Regions from separate parts of the Scylla paramamosain genome. Here region 1 is linked to region 2. A link is a contact called in public Hi-C data. All regions are on one chromosome and are shown on one strand. Each heading gives the region's core, a stretch centred on a gene start, on an enhancer-like site or on the middle of the called end of the contact. The rest is flanking DNA. Distances are from core to core; before and after follow the strand shown.

Region 1 (6,487 bases), core at 1,562-4,061, 67 kb after region 2:
GGTCACATTGAATTATCCTTATTATTCCCCTCCCCCACCCCTTGTTCTCAGTATCATTATTACCACGTCTGCCTCACAACTCTCTAGGGAAGCCCCATATGGGATGCCGATGTGGAGTTGTCCCCTGCGGCTTTGTCTGCAGCTCATAATTATGTAACTCTATCCCTGGTGCCACATTACTGCTTCCTTCGTCTGTCCCTTTGTTGCACACTACTTTTTTTTATTCATTTTTTTATTAACGCGATGTATTCTCTCTCTCTCTCTCTCTCTCTCTCTCTCTCTCTCTCTCTCTCTGAGGAGTTGTTTCTTGTAAGTCTTAATCTATTTTTTTCTTCTAATTTTATTTAAGCACGTTCTCTCATTTTTTTTCATATAATGTTCATAATTCTCTCTCTCTCTCTCTCTCTCTGAGGAATTGTTTCTTATGTCTTAATTTATCTTTTTCTTCTAATATCATCTAAGCACGTTCTCTTTCCTTATTTTTTATATAATGCTCTCTCTCTCTCTCTCTCTCTCTGCAGAATTGTTTCTTGTAAGTCTTAATTTATTTTTTCTTCTAACTTCACTTAAGTACATTCTTTCTTCTCTCTCTCTCTCTCTCTCTCTCTCTCTCTCTCTCTCTCTCTCTCTCTCTCTCTCTCTCTCTCTCTCTCTCTCTCACCTATACACAGCCTTTATTTCAACCATAAGCATGTACTCCATCAGCCAGTCACCAGCAAGTTCTGCCCAATGGCATTATCAGTGTTTGTGGATTGAATTCTACTTGGTAAACCTAAATTTCACTCTTACTTTAGCAGTGGTGTAGCACCTGGTGACCTACGCCCCTACCACTCACTCCGGCAAGCAGGCGTTATACCAGCCCTCCCAAGGTGATCATGTTAGTGCCCTGCCATTCACATCTTGCAAGCTTATTTTTTTGGTATTTTTTTTTGTTTATTTTAAATTCCTCACATTTTCTCCTCCACCTTTCACAAACATTCCCATTCACTTCCTTGCACTTCCCCTTCTAATCTTCCTACAATCCCCTACAACTTAACATCAACAAGTGGAGACAAGAACCCTGGGGCTTGGCAAGGTCAACCTTCCCATTGTACAGTCAACCCATCTAATAACCAGATGCTGTAGAATTTTCACTCTTTGCTCTCTTTCATGCCTATTATTAGCCAGAAGTTCTAGAAGAGAGTACTGGCAACATTCAGGTAAATGATCATAATATGTCTAACTCTGACAATCATCACTTCGACTACTTGTAATGAAGCTTCCACAAAACAAAAACTACCCTGTTCAATCAGTGATTAGTTTTAATCGTTTATAATCTTTATCAATCCCTAAATGATCAGTGAAGCAGCAATCTACATGTCAATAGAGCAAAGGATAATCCATACATATGTGAAAGAGATTTCTGTCTTATATAAAACAGAAATACTCAGGAATTTTAAGCATGATTTGGCAACACTTGCAAAGCCAATCCCTATGGCTACTTCTCTGCCCAGTCCACACGTCAGCATCACAGATGGAGCGTCTTCAACTGGTTTTTTGATGCTTGGGTAAATGAAGGCCATCCCCTAAGAGGTTCACACCCAGTCAAAAAAGGCTGACAAGAAGCACTCTCTAAAAAGAGCCAAGCATCATATTCGAAGGACAGACTGGGCAGCATCAATTAATGGCATGAGGCAAATATAGCTGCACATCAGTCAGCTCTAGCCATAGTCATAATTGATCAGACACACATACTGATCTGCAGCCACACAACCAGAGTTGAGATATTGTTCTTTTATCACAACTCACACCTAAACCACAGCAATCAATATCAAAAGAACAATAGTAATGAGATAGTGCTTTGGAATACAAAAAAAAGCAATTTGTAAAATAATCTTCTCCTATTTTGAGAAGGATACAATCAGTACATTTTACCAACTCCATGAATGAGAAACCTTGAATCTTGTGAGGTTCTGGAACAACACTCAAGAGTGCTAAAATAGTAACAGAGAATAATGATGGCTTAACATGAATACATAAGAGAAATCAAAGATTAAGGAGCACAACAAAACTAAAGACATCTTAACAACAAGCAATTCCCAAGTGGCAGGCATTTGATAAAAAAAAACATTCTCTCAGGATAGAGATATTTAAAGAAAACTGTTCTTTTTTCCATTATTACAACTCTTTAATATTTGACCAGGAATCATAAAACCAAAATCAAAAGTTAATAATTATTCTTGACATAGGTATTAATCCAAATTTTAAGCACCACTGTTCTTCCATGGGTCAAGATAGGAGGGCAATATACCAACTCCCTGGCTGCAGTGACACAGGCCAATGTGTGAATCTGCTTGACTGGCTATGGCTGTGGCCACAGCTGATGCACACAGCACTACCCCTGCTACACTGTTAATGAATGTTCCACTGACATTAGCATCATCTTTTATGTCTTGCATTCCTTCAATAACACTTGGTCACCCTCCTGTGGCATGTACGGGGGTCAAAAACTGTGAATGCATGATGCTGGTTGTGTGTGAGTCGAGGAACACAACAACAGAAGTAGCTTAGCAAGTGATACCAAATCATGTTCAAAACAATTTCCATTTTTAAGGCACTAATCCCTTTTACACATATCAGTCCACTGGCACACTTATGCGTCATCCATCAATTAGGCTTTCTTGTGTCACACATCAGACATCAGAACTCCACAGCTTTTCTTGCTTCCCATGGAGCTTTCATATAAGCAAATCCACAGTCCCACCAACCATATTTTCCAACAAACTACCATATTTGATGGTATGTAAGATAAAACACAAACAGGCACATTAGGTGTACATACTCCCATTTCAGCAGGGCATACTCAGGAAATGTTTTTAGTATATTCAAGCATGTTTAAAGCAAGTTATAGTAAATCTATTCTGTCCTGAGCATTTAGGCACGGCCATCATGGGGCCAATCGAGAACCTTTAGGAAAGGCGAGGGTATTCTTAGATCATCCTAGGTGCAGTGCAGGACAAGTAGATTTGGCAGGGAAGCAGAAAGCCGAATCTCCAAGGGGGCCACACCTAAATGTTCAGTACAGAATAGATTTACTATAGCAGCATATTATGAAACATGAACTGCACCAGAAAATATTGCAAAAAAGCATTTTAGAAATAGCAGAAAACATTAATGCATACAGTTTATGCCAGCTGTGTATAAACTATCCTTGGTTACACTTTTCCAGGACTTGGCAGTGGTACAAAGTGCATCTATGACATGATATAATAAACTGTTAAATCATAAAACTTAAGAATGAAATTACAAAAAGTTTAAGACTTAAAATCAATCTGAGAAAACTTTTTCCTTGGCAGACAAAAGATTGAGACTATAATAATAGCTTGGTTCAGGCAAATAACATCATCACTGCATCAGACAAGACAGTACCGACTACCTAGGGTAAAAGCAGCCTACAGTATTAAGCATCAGGGATAGCATTTTCTATGGGGAAGAGCATCTTATATGCCACCAAATATGGAAACTTTTCTCTTTCTACACATTTGCATCCTGCTCACACACACACACACACACACACACACACACACACACACACACACACAGTGGCCTCACTCTTACCTAAAACACCCAGTCTCCTTCTCATACAACCATCAACAACCACTACTTTCTTACCAACTCTTTTACTACCATTTTTCTCATTAAGCCTCCACACATCAAAGAACTAATTTACACAACTCTTTTCTACTCTACATCCAGTCTATTTCTCACTAAGACCTTGCCACACACCTTTCCAAGTATCCTCAACGAGATAAACCATATGTAAATGACTGTGCTTTTACAACAGGCTTTTACAATGTCGCATGCTTTGATCTCCTTGCCACACTTCCCTCAAGGGGCCCTTGGAAAGATAGAACCAAGAACCACCCTTGCTCACGTCACAATGCAAGAATATGACAAGAAAATCCTTATGACTTTCTTCTCCTTTAGCTGTTTCCCCAAAATCAGAGATTGGTGTCATGTATAAAGTAGTCTACTCCAGTTGTTTCTGGACCATGCAACTTCCTTTGTGACTCACATCCTTTACTGTTCTATCCTATCCTGCTTGTCAAATCTGTCATCACCAACACAAGTTTCCATCCAGACTGCAGTACCAACAAGCAGAAATCTTACCTGCTAAGTTGTCCAGCATGTAGGAAAGGAGCTTCAATGTCCCGTTGCTATCCGAATAAACAGCTTGAATTTCCATGGTGAGGGGATTCCCTTTGAGGCCAATATTTTGCAGATTAAAAAGTTTGCCTATTTCGTATGGCAGGACACGCAACTGATTATTGTTGAGCAGCAGTTCCCTGAAAAAAAATAACAAAGTATCTTTAATAAACTTCACATGTCATTTATAATCATACCTGTTATGAGAGACCGTATTAATCAACACATTCAATAGATTAACTACTACATCCTATTCACCACTAGATCAGGAAGTCTGTAAATTAATAATAATATAAGTGAGGTGCAATACTAATCCACTAATCATTACACAATTATAATTTAGGTATCTATGTATATATGAAGCTCACATCCCCCTTAAAAGCTAGCTGAGGCAAGGCATTTGCATATATACACACAAACATTCCCTCACATCATACCTTTAAGTTATGTTAGGTTACACTTAGGTCTGTAGGGGAGAAAGGACCAGTTTGTGCCAAACCACACTGCATAAGGATCAGTTGTGTAATATATCCAGCAATTTCTGAAGTAGGACCTGCTGGGTGAGTCAGGTATATCCTTGCTGCACTATAACAACTTCCAATCTCTGCATCTGGCCCAATCTCCAGGCCAAATGAGGGATAGATTATACAGTAACTAAAGCATATTCTATCTATAAAACAGTCTGACATCCCTGTAAAGATGACCAGCAAAGACAAGACAAACAAACAAACAAACAAACACACACACACACACACACACACACACACACACACACACACACACACACACACACACACACACACACACACACACACACACAAACTTACGAACATTACCTACAACTAAATGGATATTCATCTCAGCTCCTGGAAATCTACGGGGGGATGACAGATCCCCAAAATCACATAAGCATTTAGGTGAGTCACACAAGCAAACTGACCCTCCTGCAGGTGTGATCAGAGAGGATCTACCCTCTCCCTATTCCCTAAGAGATGAGAGTGATTTTAATATAAATTCAAGGGCAATTAATCTTACCTGAGACGAGTTAATTCACCAATTTCAGCTGGGAGGCTGCGGATTTTATTACATGACAGGTCAAGATACATTAGGTGTTCCAAACGAGCAATTTCAGCAGGAATGCGAGACAAACAGTTGTCATTCAGGTACAGAGATGTTAAGTGCTGCAAGGACCATACTGCTGGACTGATGTTTCGAATATTTCCTGAAAAAAAATCAAAGAAACATTAGCAAGTCAGTGGAATCTCGTGTCTTAATCACATAATGTATCATCAACATAGAGAAATCATATAAAATTTAAACAATGTTTTGTGCATGCTAAGAGTCCTGCACATCTAGATAGTGAACACTTAATTGGAATGCATTCACAGAGCAGTAAGACAAATAAAATGTATCATTATTTCTGTTTTCTATTGCATATTGTATTATCAATATCTGCAGTACAACTTGCTATACAGTAGCTGGCTTGCTTACCTGTTATCTCAAGTTCTGGCCAGAAAGACTTCTTGCCAGCACCAACCTCTTCCTGACCCATAATGGTGTGCGTCCGCACCCTGTGTGATTTGGATTCCTTTCCTTCCTTAGGAGTTCTTGACATATTTCACCCTGTAAAAAATTTCTACATCAGTGACAATAACAATAATACACCAAAATGTGTAAAAGTTCATCACATTGTGCTGGAAACCATATATTCAATGTCTTCCAGCCTCAGCATCTCTCCACCTAAAGTAAAAGCAACAGAGTGTTACCATTGTATGTAACATGAAAGTCACCCACACCAGCTGTTCAGCTTGCACTGACTGTACTGGTAGAATCAAACCCACCAACTGAATGCATACCAAACACAATAAATGGAGTCTGCTTTGTTACATTTAATACAGAAGGGAGTCAAGATGGCCTGAGATTTTGATAGGTTAAGTTAGTTACATAACTCTAATGGGGAGTGGATGGGTTCATTCCGGCAACGTCTGGTGTCACTTATGAAGAAGCAACAATAAGAAAATATGGAACAAGAAAATAAGTAACTGCTAAAGACTAGTTAGGCAGTACAAGGTAGCTCCTGATATGCACCCCAAGACACAGTCCTCCACACATGTGCACTCAATGCATGCTAAACTCCTGGTCTAGTTGAATATTTCCTATGTTGTATTACCCAAGCAGGATCAAAGTTCAAAACAACACAGCCTAATGGTGCTATACTGGATTACCATATTTAAGGTATGCCTTGTGTATAGGTTGACCATCTATACATATGAAGGGTAATAACCTCTAACATCTACCTAAA
Region 2 (6,627 bases), core at 3,959-6,458:
GTAACGTTATTCACTTTTCCCAGTTACTGTACTTTCATGGCGGTGACACTTATAACAGTTTTCTAAGGGGAAAACTAGGTCATCTATCCGTGTGTATCAACCTGAACGAGGACGGGAAAAATAAAAAAAAATCGACCGACGTGACGCGCACATACATTAATGGAAATCATGTCAACGAAGTGTTGATGAAGTCTTGTGTGACGTCGTGACGCGTGAGTCGTTCCCGTAACACACTTCTCCCTGAATAAGTTACCGTGAATACTGCACCTCCTTAATCATCAACACTAAAAGCCATTACTGTTACCATTTAACCCATAATAACACGGAGAATCAACCAATGAGGGCAAACACTAGAGCCGGAAAAAAGAAAACGGATGCATGAAAGTTGAAACATCAAGGCTGATTAGTGGAACGAGATGGAAAGAAGTCGGCGAGGAGTGTGCCTGGGTAACGGTCTCTCTCCCTCTCACTGACGCACGCCCCCCCACCCCCCACGCCTCACTCCCACTACCACCACACCACTCAACAGGCCCCCACCACGCTGCCAGACGACGGCACGAGTGACTCACTTGAACCGCCAGGCAAAGACGGATCCACTGCGTTAGAGAGGAGCTAGTCACTTGGTACTGAGGTGGATGGTACTCGTGTCATGTAGGCCTCAGGTCAGATGATCAAGACAGGTCGGCCTCAGGACTGATACTCAAAACGCTTGGTACACAAACCACTTGGTCCTTACAATGTCTCTACACACAGACGTCGACTACAGGCTTCGTGTAGACAGCACGTGGATCCGCACACACTAACATAATCCAGACACTACTTAACCACAGCCACCCATACACTCAACCACCCCCATAATCCACTTGACCGTCTATCCAACCGCTGACTCCCATCGCTCCAACCATTCATCTACCTATCCATTCACCCATTCATCCAACCACCCACCCACCTATCCACACAACCATTCACCCTCTCATCCACCTACTAACCCAATGACCCTTCCATTCACCCATCTACCCATACACCTACCTGCAACCCATTCATCCATCCACCCATCTATCCGATCATCCACTCACTCAGCCTTCGATCCACCCATCAATGCATCTACCCATCAACACATCCCTAAATACACAGCCACTGACTTACCCATCACCACCTGCCTGATGAAAGATGGCAACACACACACACACACACACACACACACACACACACACGTTTATCTTATTATTTTCATTTTATTTCCGTTCACCATTCACTCCTGGGACCGTATTCACGAAGCGGTCCTAGCGAGTCTTAGCAATGAAACGTGTCATAGGGAGGAAAAATAGTACATTTTGATCATAACATGTCACAAATCCGCGAGACTGGTAAGACTGGGTCGACCCTGTTTTAACGTGGCTAGTGACAAAGACCAGCTTAGATGTTACGTAGACAGAGGTGGGTGGGTGGGTGAGTGAGTCGGTGGATATATGGAGGGAGTTATGACTGTGGGTGAATGGATGGGTGGATGTTGATGAGTAAATGGTGAATGGATTGGTGAACGTTATATTGGTGTGTGCGGATCCTGAATATTTACCATCCGTAGTACCAAGTGACAGTAAACCGTGTTAGGGTGCCCCGGAAATAACGAGAGGGAGATGGTGAGTGCGGGCGAGGCTTTCTCCAACCCCTCAGGACCCTCTAGCGGTGGCTCAACGTGAAGTACACTAATTAATTTCTTGGGTAACACCGTTTACTTCAGCCTTTTCCTCTTTCCTTCCCCATCAGAAGAAAGAAGCTGGCTCACCGACGCTAAGGGTTTTGAAACGCTTTGGGGATTTAAAGGGACTATTTTCACAGGCAGCTGGGTTGATTAGTCGGCGTTTAATGAGTTTACTAAATAATGCAGATTTTTTACTAGACTATCGCTAAAATCATGAGACCATCCTAGAAAATTTACAATAACTTCCACTTCGGCCATGATACCGATTCTGCTTAACTATCGCTAGAATCTTCAAAACACCCTTGAACATTTACAGTAATTTCCACCGGTGGGGGCGTCGAGTTATCCAGAAAAGGCGTCGAAACGTTTGAGAATCTGGACTTAAATGGAACGGGGATGCAAGGCGTTTCCTGGTTGAGAAGTGGAACAAAAGAAGCAAGTATTTCAAGATCTGCTTAATACGTGCGATTTTATTAACGAAGCCATAAGCCAAACAAATACTGGAACTCTCTCTCTCTCTCTCTCTCTCTCTCTCTCTCTCTCTCTCTCTCTCTCTCTCTCTCTCTCTCTCTCTCTCTCTCTCTCTCTCTCTCATTATGTTTTTCTACCTCCCAATAAACTATTTTAGGACTATATAGACACGTCCATAAATAAAGTGAGGTAAGTGATTGGAACCCTTTCTCTATTCACTTATTAGGGAACTGCAATTAAAGTGTGTGTGTGTGTGTGTGTGTGTGTGTCAGAAGTCTGCAGCCAACCTCCTTTTAAACATGCAATAATATTAATATCAGTAACAAATAACAATGCAAAGATAAGTGTAATCTACTTATCTCGCACTATTTCTGAGCTCATTACTGTAACAAAGGAAATCAAATGATGGATAAAACCAAACTATGATTAACAGCCGAGGGTGATTACTGTTGTTAATGGAGAAGATATTGTTGCCCAGTTATCCATACTAAGCTGAGATAATTAATAAGATGGAGTGGATGGTGTTAGTTAGGGATACATGACTGAAGGTGGTGGTGGTGGTGGTGGTGGCGGTGGTGAATCCAACTCACGGTTTCGCCAGTTAACAATATACGTCTCAACTTCCTCTCGAGATCCTTACCTGTAAATAAATAAGAGAACATTATTAGTTCATGGTCTGGAATAATGATAATAAAAGCAGCAACAACAACAACAACAACAATAATAGGAACAACAACAATAACCCGACGTTTCTTCAGTAGTATTCAATCATTCATTCAATCAGTCAATCAATCAACTAATCAGCCTTTTCGCATCATCTTTCCATCCATTCCTACATTTTTTCGTTTCATTTTATTATTATTTTTTCTTTCATCATCATCTCTCCATCCACAGAAACGTTTCCTTATCCACCTTCATCCATCATTACCGACTTTCCATCAACAAATGCTGCTACTTCCTATTCTTTCTTTTATCCTCACCTCTCCACCCACTGCTAAGTCTTCCCTCTTAACCTTTCACCTTCCGCCTCACAGCAATAATTATTTCATCTTCCTCTCCTCCCTCTTCGTTTCCACACATCAGAACTACTCCCTCCCTGACCTTTAATAACAGACTGAGGTTTTTCCCTCCCTCCAGCATCTGCACTTCCGCCTCTTGCTGCGTTCCTTCACTTCTTCCTTTCTGGTCTCAACTCTGGAACTACACTGCCTTATTGTTTCCCGCATTCCTGCCACTTGAACCCCTTGACGTGGGGGGAGCAGTCAAGGCGCCTCGGGAACTACGTTAACTTACCGTGACTTTGTTAGAAGTAGTCTGTTCTTTCTGATGGAGTGGAGCAGAGGGCAAAAGTCAAATTTTTTTTTTCTTTTTCTTTTCGAGTGTGTGTGTGTGTGTGTGTGTGTGTGTGTGTGTTTCAATCTTCTTATAAAGAGCAAATAGTGACCCTGACCAATTCTCGTTTCAAAAGGAAAAAAAAAAAAAAAAAGCCAATAAAGGTTTTCAATCAGCTAACCTTCAATACACTTGGACTTCTTTCGCTTCCATGTCTAATTGGCGCTTAAGAATAAACACAACAATGACAATTGTACTGAAAGACTTAAAAGGATAACAACACTCAATACCACTCAGGGATTGTGTTTTCCTCTTCTCATTACACACTTGATAATACACCTGAAGATAAATTCACGAGGGAACAATGATGCATTTTTTCTAACGATATGAAACGACCACCGCACACCTCATGATGACTTTGATAAGATATTCGGGCAAAGAAACAAGACTTCAATTCTTACTCAAAAACAGACGCTGAGAAAACAACATGGAGTATTTCAAGCTTATGTTGAGTGCCTGAGTGTTTCATGGGAGCACCAAGGTAATGTTGTTCTCACCTGTGAGATAGCCCAGGGACATGCAGGGAAAGTATGGCGGAAGCGTCCAGCAATGTGGGTAGGGGCCTTGTGTGTGCGGCACCAATACAGGGTACCCGTATGCGCTAAACATGCTGGCGATATCAGCAACACTCTTGAATGAACACTTTGTGGACATCAATAGAAAAGTCAAGTATCACAGCGCCACACACCAGCACAGGAACAGCCGTCCAGCACAGTTTCATAACAACTTCGGGAACACTGGCGTTACACGATAGAGGGGCACTTTTGGCTGTTAGCGTTGCCAGAGCTGGTGGCGGGGGCGGCTCCACGCACCATCTGAGGTATCTCTGCTACAACTGATATAAGGACAGGTGAGAGAGCGCGTGTTTCGTTTGGTAAATAACATTATCGTGGCCTTGACATGCAGACCGACTTACGCACCAACTGACACACTTCCTCTCCAATCTTTGTCAGCAACACCCGCGCACCAGGCATCCCGCGCGCCAGGCTGGCACCCGCCATATCCATCCCGTGCCGCGCTGCGCACCCAAGGCCACCATATGATAACAAAGGTAGGAGACTCTGGGAGAACGAAGCCGCTCTTTGTTCGGCCTTTTAGGAAACCCACGGTCGAGCTGTTCCCATCCCTGGAGAGAGTACTGTGTGTGTGTGTGTGTGTGTGTGTGTGTGTGTGTGTGTGTGTGCAAGATTTAACAGGATCTGAACTTGAGAGAACACGAGAATACGCATGCAAGCGCACGCACACACCCATAGAGAGAGAGAGAGAGAGAGAGAGAGAGAGAGAGAGAGAGAGAGAGAGAGAGAGAGAGAGAGAGAGAGAGAGAGAGAGAGAGAGAGAGAGAGAGAGAGAGAGAGAGAGACACTACACTCAACAACAATTAAGCTGATTACCAAACACCGAGGAAGCAAGAAACATCCCTAAAATGTAGCATCTGGGTAAGGAGGTCAGGCATGGGAGACAAGCTGTGGAGGGAGGCAATCTGAGGCATGTGGCTGGGAATACCCGGCTAAGAGGATGGCTAGACAGGAAGGAGTCTGGCGTGAAGCAGAGTAACGCTGAGAGGAGCTGCGAGTCTTGGCGCGGACCGGCCACGCTGCCTATAATACCCAGCTGATAACACTGAGGCCTGTGGGAAGGTTAGAGTGGCAGGGTGTGGGAAAAAACCTCGATTTGAAGGTAACTCTGCCATGCTGGTCGGTCTCACACTCGGTACCTTATTCTGAAACGCTTTGCTCTCTCATCACGACCATTTTCAAACCCCACAGAGATGATTGGCCGGGTTCTCAAGACTTTTTCCTGTTAATAATGTAGAAATCTTGTTAATCTGTCACAAGAACCATAAGAATAACCTTAAAAATCCGCGTCACTTGCACCACAGCCTTTTGAAAGTAGTGGGGGTGCGACGCAGAAGTGTTACAGAATATGGTCCTAAGACTTTCTGTGGGAAGGTTAGAGCAGCGTGGCCTGGGAAAGAACCTCGGCTTGAAGGCAACTCTATCAAGCTGGTTGGTCTCACGCTGGGGACCAAATTCTTAAACACTTCTGCGCAGCACCTCAACTAATTTCAATAGCATCTAGTACTTGAAGTTATAAGGGATTTTAAGGGTATTTATACGGTTCTACTGACAGGTTATCAAGATTTCAACTTCATCAACAAGAGAAACAGTCATGAGAACCCGGTTAACATCTCTGTGTTTGAAAATGATCGTAGTAGGAAAGCAAAGCGTTTCAGAATCCGTGCCTTACTCTCACACAACGTGCAAGGAAGGCCGTGACCTGCATCGCCGCCGCCAACACGCCTCTTATCACTGTGTTGGTTGTATCGTAACGGAGTGGACTGATGGTTGAAAACAAATGTTTCAAGGGCACTGCAGGATGGGCTGTCACACTAGTCGTTGTTGTAATGTTGTTGTTGTTGTTGATGTTGTTGAGCAAGATGTTGCGTAAAGGAAACATCTACAAGTGTTGGTGATTTCTTTCTTTCTATATATATATTTTTTTCCACTTATCTATATCTAAATCTGAATCCATCTATGTATATACCTGCCTATCTATATATTTGTCTTCCTGTATGCTTCTGTCAGTCTGTTTGTCAACGAGTATCTATCTATACATCTACCTAACCTACCTACCTACCTTTCTGCACACATCCTCTCACTCAAAAGCAGAGAAAAATAAAATATTCACAACTACCAACTCCATATTTACATGTCCAAATAATGCGGCGTGCAGGGAAGCGAATTACAAGTAGGTTACCAGGTGTCCCTATACAAGATAATAACAGATAATGGCCAGGTAGCAGTGTTAGTACAGTGTGTCATCAATAGCGCATTTACATCAATATCCTTGAAGTGGTGGCTGCACATGCATGACTAACGCGCGGGGGAGTGAATGCAATAACTCTGTGAAATGAGACCAGCGTCAACACTTTACAAGGCCAACCAACCCTGCCAATCTCAAAGGCCGAGGATTTACGACGCCAAGTGCAGCGGTCTGTCTAAATTGCTGCAGGAAACGTAACTCAGAACGCAATTTGACTTCCGCTATCTAAGGAGTCTGGT

What was found. A called contact is a pair of places that touch in the nucleus more often than the background predicts.
Region 1: a contact with region 2 is called in a Hi-C map of testis, with 5 times the contacts expected there. The contact joins two enhancer-like sites. A contact is called at or near these places in 2 of 2 Hi-C or Micro-C datasets (muscle and testis).

Annotation. Positions count from the first base shown.
Region 1 is chr18:22,133,845-22,140,331 of ASM3559412v1, forward strand. It overlaps LOC135109284 (CCR4-NOT transcription complex subunit 6-like), which reads right to left. Exons shown (of 13, transcript XM_064020579.1): 2 at 5,677-5,808; 3 at 5,221-5,407; 4 at 4,150-4,325. The coding sequence starts at 5,800. Among protein-coding and RNA genes, the nearest start is that of LOC135109284, 7.2 kb to the right of the region's middle. Within about 2 kb of position 2,812, the one cell type or tissue checked has an H3K27ac peak away from gene starts, as active enhancers do.
Region 2 is chr18:22,064,168-22,070,794 of ASM3559412v1, forward strand. All of the region lies in intron 4 of LOC135109284 (CCR4-NOT transcription complex subunit 6-like), which reads right to left. Among protein-coding and RNA genes, the nearest start is that of LOC135109281, 19 kb to the left of the region's middle. Within about 2 kb of position 5,209, the one cell type or tissue checked has an H3K27ac peak away from gene starts, as active enhancers do.